Regions from separate parts of the Oryza sativa genome. Here region 2 is linked to region 1. Evidence: chromatin contacts called from public HiCAR-type data. All regions are on one chromosome and are shown on one strand. The core of a region is the stretch at or near the end of the contact, and the rest is flanking DNA. Distances in the headings are between cores, read along the strand shown.

What was found. HiCAR-type assays count read pairs that join an accessible place to other places.
Region 2: a contact with region 1 is called in a HiCAR-type map of leaf, with 2.4 times the contacts expected there. The contact joins the promoter of LOC4342668 here to the promoter of LOC107277583 in region 1. A contact is called at or near these places in 1 of 15 Hi-C or Micro-C datasets (leaf) and 1 of 4 datasets of contacts at active chromatin or transcription factors (leaf).

What each region holds. Positions count from the first base shown.
Region 1 is chr7:5,363,736-5,367,641 of ASM3414082v1, forward strand. LOC107277583 (F-box protein At3g07870) reads right to left here and starts at 2,357. Exons shown (of 1, transcript XM_015789963.3): 1 at 966-2,357. The coding sequence starts at 2,334. The coding sequence ends at 1,072.
Region 2 is chr7:5,571,008-5,574,722 of ASM3414082v1, forward strand. LOC4342668 (UDP-glycosyltransferase 91C1) reads left to right here and starts at 2,337. Exons shown (of 1, transcript XM_015790723.3): 1 at 2,337-3,715. The coding sequence starts at 2,707.

The sequences.
Region 1 (3,906 bases), core at 1,107-3,606:
GTCCGGATGGGGGCGGGATCTCGGCTGTTGAGAAATGGTGTGAGGAGAGAGACACTCCATTTTTACCTTTTCTCTCTCCTAATTTGGCGCATCCGCCACTTTTGGAGGATGGGTTGGTCAGTTTTTTCCGTTCTATACGCCAAATTAAGGATGGAAGACCGGATAGAGTATCTGCTGGCCATGCTCTTAAGGATTAGTGTCAGGCTGTTAAGTGGGCCGGGCCGAGCCGGACCAAGCTGTTGTACTCATGGTCCAAATTATGTAAGTCGACTGTGTTTCGTATTATAATTCATTTGATTTTTTTCTTAGTCAAACTTCATTAAATTGAACATTGAATATATTTTGATAATATGTTTGTTTACTATTGAAAATATTAGTATATTTTTCTATAAACTTAGTGATATATGATTTAACTTGTGATTATTTAAATTTTGATATGCCATGACGATTCCATACTATAAGCTAAAGAAAAGGAAGAGAGGAGCATGTGTGCGATGAATTTATAGGAATTTTCATAATTTATTAGAGATTTACACTCCCGTTCGTTTCCTCTCAAAAGAATGGATTAAGTTTTAGATTTTCGTAGAATGCTTTTCAAATTGCTAAACGGTACATTTCGTACGAAACTTTCTATATGAAAGTTGTTCTAAATAATCAGATTAATCTATTTTTCAAGTTTGTAATAATTAAAACTTAATTAACACACATTATTACCACCTCGTTTTACGTGAAACACTTAACCTTCATCTTCATCTTTAGAAGATTTAAACACCACCATGTGGCTTATAGATAGATTGTAAGCCAAGTAGCCAGCCAGATTCGAATTCAAAACCTTTGGTTCTGATACCATATTATGTTACATGTACTAAACAATTTAACCCAATAAGCTTAAATTGGTGAGGAAACAGCGTTCACAAGAAAATTGGTGAGGAAAGACTTACAGTTCTCACTTGTACTCCAACAGATAAGTTCACAAAACAAATTGGAAGCAAATATAAGTAAAAAAAATGATAGCAAAAGCAAGGATTACAAGATTAAAAGTGATATTATTTATCTTCTGATGAGATGGTGCTACTTGTCATTGTCAACAACAACACTACCTGAACTCAACAAACATCCCTTGTACACACCAACCTCAACACAATCACCATCACCCAAATCCTTGCATTTCCCTATCTCCAGATCATACACCATCACCCTCCCCTTGGGTCGCACGCAGAACACGATCATCCTCTCATCCAACACCAACAATGGATGCGCGTAGAATTCTCGAGGGCGAAGGTGGATCTGAATTTTGTATTCTTTGACCCAGGTTTCTTCTTCAGAGTCGATCAGAAACCAAAGATCCATTGATGATGATTGATGAGATCGATCGCGATGAACTGTAACCAAGAAGCCTTTCAGCTCGGTCAAGGTCAGCAATGGCGGCGACAGATCGTTGTCTTGTTGGATCTGATGGATGTTGAGTGGTCCACGGAGAAGCGGCCTCCATTGCTCGGTGTCGAGGTCGAAGCGAGCAATGGCGCCGTGGTGGATGTCGTCGTCGTCGTGCTCGAAGGGGAGGAAGGGGAGGGGTATGTCAACTGCCAAGAAGTGCACGACGCCGGCGACGACGGCCATGCCGGCGTTGCTGGCGCCGGCGAGGTGGAACGGCGGCCTCGGCATGCCTCTCCACCTCGCACCGGCGTGGGCGCGGCCGGCGCGGTCGAGGGCGAGGACCTCGACGAGCTGCTCGACGCGCAGGTCGGGGGAGAGGCTCGCCACGCGGAGCACCTTGTACTCGCCAGTCGAGGAGGCGCGGCCGAACGCGTGGGTGAACGCGTGGAACCTCTCCTCGAGCCGCCACCCCGCCCATGGCTTGTTCTCCTCGGCGAGGTCGTGCGGCAGCGGGTCGTCGGCGCCGGCGCCGGTGACCGGGTGGAGGACGCGCGCCCTCCTGTCCGTCCCGACGACGCAGGCCAGATCGCCGCACGTGGACAGCTCCAGGACGCCCTCCTCCGCGCGCGTCCGCCGCACGACGTCGCCGGCGAGGCCCACGAGGTCGACGTGGCCGCCCGACCCGCGGCTGGTACGGCACGGGGCGCCGGTGGCGACGAGCAGGGCGCCCCGGCGCGCGGCGTGCGCGGCGACGAAGCGCGGGTCCGAGAGCGTGGCGCGCCACGGCCGGCACACGGCGCGGAAGCGGGCGGCCGCCTTGGCCGGGAGGCGCAGCAACACCTCGCGCACCATGTCCTCCGGCATCAGGGCCGCGACGCCGCCACCGCCATCGCCGGCGGCCGCCATCCGTCGCTTCCTCCGTCCACCAGATCGCGGCTGTCTCGTCGGCGGCGCCATCGCTGACGTGCTTCGAGAGCGATGGGGAATGTGGGATACTGGGTATCTGGGATTTTCAGAATTTTCAGATTCCTCAGTGGAAGAGTCTAGAACATTCTGCGCGTAAACTATAAGGATTTTGATTCCGAGGACAAAGGGATAAAATTGATACAAAAAACGTAACGTATATGGAAAAATTTATGGGGATAAAATCGGAGTCCAGTACAACATTTGCTATACCTTTTCATACTCTTGTTTTGCATCGTCGTGTTCCTTTAGACAGGGTTGATAATAAAATTTATCTCTATCTCTATCTCTCCTACTTAGAAAATTAGAAAGGTTTCCGTCATCCGTCCGTGAAAAAAAGGTGAAAAAAATCGGGAGAAATAAAATCGAATCTGATTACATGTGACGCGGTAAAAAATAAAATCGAATCCATCCACGGGAAGCTGCCGGCGCCGTCGGTGAAGCCGGATCGGCGATGTCTACGTCGCCGTTGGATCCGCCGCAGGAAGCCGCCGGCGTCGTTGCCGTCAACGCCGCTGGATCTTGAGGGTGGAGAGGGTGCCGTCGCCGATAGAAACAAAGAGGCCGACAGGGAGGGACGGCCGTCGAGGCCGACGGGGTGAGGGAGAGGGCGAGGGACAGTCGTCACCGCACCATGTAGGTGAGACGGGGGGAGAGGAAAGGGGAAGCGGCGCCGCCGGAGGGGCACCGGAGGGAGAGTGGAGGGGAAGCAACACCGCCGGAGGGGTGAGGGGAGGGGAAGAGGCCGCGTCGGGCGGGGGGAGGGGGAGGTGGCGTCAGGTAGGAGGAGGCGGCCGGCGATAGGGTGGGGGTGGGGGGAGAATGATTTAGGGTTAGGGTTGTATCAGGGTTTTGATTAATTTGGAACCGATATGAGCCGTCCATTGAAACAAACGGCTCAGATCGATCGAGTGTCGGGCTAGCCTCCATCACCGGACCATGACACTTGGCCACATGTGGGCCAGCAGTCCATCACAAACGTGGAACTGAGAGGAGTATGGGGATGTTAGTTAGACTTTAGTCCCTTGCGGCTTGAGAAAAGTTGGCCGGCTCGGTTGTGGATTGAAAAAGAAAATGGGCTGAAAATGGCCCATGGAGAAAGAATGATTTTTATTTAAATAAATACTTAAATGATGTTTGTATTATCAAAATTAGCAATTAAGCCCTTTTAATTCCAATAAAATTTCAAAGAGTGTAATTAATATGGAGAATTTAATAAAAATTAAATCCAACAATATTATTTTATTTTTCACACTTAGTTTACTTATAAATTAATTTAATTATATACATACCCACATAAAAAATACCCAAATATTCCAAAAAAATGTATTGCAATTAATTAGAATTTAATATGTTTTAATTCAATTTTCTCGTTTTTTCTTCCCGTTGCAACGCACGGGCACTTTTACTAGTATATTAAAAAAATGCAAAAAATACAACCTTGCATTACAATAAAAATAAGTAAAATATCTACATAACTACATAATATATGCAACTAATTATTTTGTAAACACACAAAAGCCTTACGCATCGACATATTAGAAGAGAGCAAACATGATAGAACAT
Region 2 (3,715 bases), core at 1,087-3,586, 210 kb after region 1:
ATCATTAACAAATTGTTTGTTTTTATCAACTTAAACATCATAAAGATCTTAACTCTCATATCCAGTCAGTGACTCAGTGTATACGACTGCCAAGAAGATGGACTAGGAACCATTATATTGCAACCAAAGTTAGCTGGTTGTATCTCAAGAGTTAGAGATTTGCCCTGCTTTGCAATAGAAAAGTACGGATATCAACTACCAAAGTAGCCATTAGCCAAACCATTCAACAGCCTACGGACACATTAGCAATACCGATAATATAGAGTCGGGTGGGGACTAGGGAGACATGAATCCAAATCACCTATTACAGGCAGGGTCACAGATTGACTCACAAACGAGATCAAAGTTCAGATCGCCAACGCGCAGGTAGGCGGCGATCGAGCAAGCAGAGGAGAGCGCGCGGGTGCGGGCAGCAATGGAGCGGCGCATGCTCAAGCATAGGCAGGCGGTTAGCAAGCGGAGGAGCGTGCACGAGAAAACCGACGTCGAGCAAGCGAAGGATCGAGCAACACGAGCTCAGGAGAAAACGAGGAGCAACGTGGATTCGCATGCAAGTGATCTGCGAGCAGGTAAAGGGGAGTGCGTGAGAAAGTCGGCGGCCAGCATAAGCAGAGGCATGGGCTCGCAAGCAGGTAGAAGAGGAGCGGCGGCGACCGATGGCTGACGGGCAGGATCACGAGCAGGCGGGGTGGGCGGAGGAGCTTGACGATGACCGGAAGGAGCAGGTGAGCGGCGGGCCAGTAAAAGTACTCGGTGATGGCCGGAAGAGCGGGTGAGCAAGCCGACAGGCGAGCAGGTGGACGACTATAGATGACCAGTGGTAGGCGGATGAGCGGCGATGACTGGCGCGCGGGCACGCGGGCGAACGATGGACGGGCGAGAGGACGAGCGAGTAGCGGCGCGGCGCGGGCACACGTCGTGCGCCCATCAAAGTGGGTCGAGATAATCCACTCGATTTTGATGGATGCTTTGAACCCGGATTTATAAGGAATGTTTCCATCTGGTGGGTTCAACTCAAACCATACGTACCTCAAATAACCAAACGCGCAGTGAATTTTGTTTTCCATTCTCTCTTCTCTCTATTTTTTTCGAAATTCATACTGCGGTCCAAATTTCAACAATTTCGTTCGGTTTACCTGGGTGTATAGATGGCAATATGGCCCAAGGCTCGACAACCTGGCCCAAAGCACGGCAATTAGGCCCGGCCCAAGTACGGCACGCCGGGCCATGCCTGGGCTGCTCCCGCAGCATAGTGGGCCGGCACGGCCCGACACGACTAAATAAAAATAGTTGAGGGATCCATCATAGACTTAATTCAGCCATTTGAGGTACAGCCCAAAGACAATAGGTATATAAAATAGACTTATTCCAGCCATATAAGACTCAGCCCAAAGACATGCAGGAGGAATAGTAAACTTATTTAATAGAGAAGCACGATGGGCTATCGTGCCTTCAAGCCCGCCCGGCATGGCCCGAGTCTTAATGGGTCGGGCCTAGGCCGGGGATGCAACCCGTGGGCAGGCATAGCCCGGCCCGGTGTGTTGGTCGGGCCATGCCGGCCGAACTAGCTTCGGCCCAGGCCCGGTCGTGCATAGGACGTGCCAGGCCAGGCGGCCCATTTGGCCGAGGAGAAATGATAAACAGGCCTAAATTTTCCCACCCAAAGTGCTAATTTGATTAAACTGGTTGACTATAGACATCGCAAAGACATTGGAGTCAACAGTTATACAACTTTTCGTCAATTTTAGCTAGAGTTTCACAAATAGAATTCAATAAATTTGTGTTTTATGTTTCTATTGGTGTTAGTAGTGGTAGGTGCCTCTGTCAGTTTGGATGTGTTCTTTATGACTTGTTTATTTAAGGTGTGATTGTATTTGGATCATGTTTTGTAATAATTGGCTATACCTCTGTCTGTCAGTAAAGGTCGGGATTCTATTCTATTATCTAAAAATAGCGAAGACCTTGAATGGCCAAAAATTTGGAATTTTGTTTGACACATGGGTAGGCGTTAGCGGGCTAAACTTTGGCCCACACGAATGTGTAACGGGCTAATAATTTCGGCTTGCCTAATGCGTTAGTGACAAAATTGGCCCATGTAGCAATATTTAAACAAGTCGGAAAAACTTTAAACGGAAACTAGTAGACTAGCTATACAACTTGGACCATAAATCTCCTCAAAACTTTCAGATAACTTAGTACGATAGTGATGTAATAAATTATAACAAATGTAGTTACATTTTAACTTCAAAAAATTAGGGGCTCTCGGAGTATTATCTCCGTCCCAAAATAAGTTTATTTTTCACTCATCACACACATATTAATATAAAAACAAAAATATTAGAATATCCCTACTTTATCAAATCGCAATGTAACTATTGGTCACTCTATCTACTCTCAATAACATTATTCTCTATTTTTACAAACTACCCCTCCATCCGAGGTGTGATTTTTTTTTTGACAGAGTAGTACGATGCAATGATTAATTTAAAAAAAATTATTTTGGAATAAATTGAAGGGGTGTAAAAATGAATTTAATATGAGACAGAGAAGTTAGATCCAATACAATACAATATTACAGCGGTGTCAGTTGATGTACAAACGTCTGACACATTGTTTTCAAAAAAGAAAGAGGAAGAAGACATATACAAATTCATTGACCGAGAACGATAGCACGCATCACATCAGCATCTACACGGATAGCCAAAGATGGCGATCAATGGCGTCGCCGGCGCCGGCGCCGGCGACGTCGACGTCGACGTCGACGTCGATGCATCAGCACCTCCACCTCCTCTCCACCTGGTGATGTTCCCGTGGCTGGCGTTCGGCCACCTCATCCCGTTCCTCCAGCTCGCCAAGCGCCTGGCGGCGCGTGGCCACGCCGCCGTCACCTTCCTCGCCACGCCGCGGAACGCCTCCCGCCTCGCCGCGCTCCCGCCGGAGCTCGCCGCCTACGTCCGCGTCGTCTCGCTCCCGCTTCCGGTGCTCGATGGCCTGCCGGAGGGCGCGGAGTCGACGGCCGATGTCCCGCCGGAGAAGGTGGAGCTTCTCAAGAAGGCGTTCGACGGCCTCGCCGCGCCCTTCGCCGCATTCCTCGCCGACGCCTGCGCCGCCGGAGACCGGGAAGGACGACCAGATCCTTTCAGCAGGAGGCCCGACTGGGTCGTCGTCGACTTCGCCCACGGCTGGCTCCCGCCCATCGCCGACGAGCACCGGGTGCCGTGCGCCTTCTTCTCCATCTACTCGGCGGCGGCGCTCGCGTTCCTCGGCCCGAAGGCGGCGCACGACGCGCACCCGCGCACCGAGCCGGAGGACTTCATGTCGCCGCCGCCGTGGATCACGTTCCCCTCCACCATCGCCTTCCGCCGCCACGAGGCCGCGTGGGTCGCCGCCGCCGCCTACCGGCCCAACGCCTCCGGCGTCTCCGACATCGACCGGATGTGGCAGCTGCATCAGCGGTGCCACCTCATCGTCTACCGCAGCTGCCCCGACGTCGAGGGCGCCCAGCTCTGCGGCCTCCTCGACGAGCTCTACCACAAGCCCGTCGTGCCCGCCGGCCTCCTGCTGCCGCCCGACGCCGCCGGCGACGACGACGACGGCCACCGCCCGGACCTGATGCGGTGGCTCGACGAGCAGCCGGCGAGGTCGGTCGTCTACGTGGCGCTCGGGACGGAGGCGCCGGTGACGGCGGACAACGTCCGCGAGCTCGCGCTGGGGC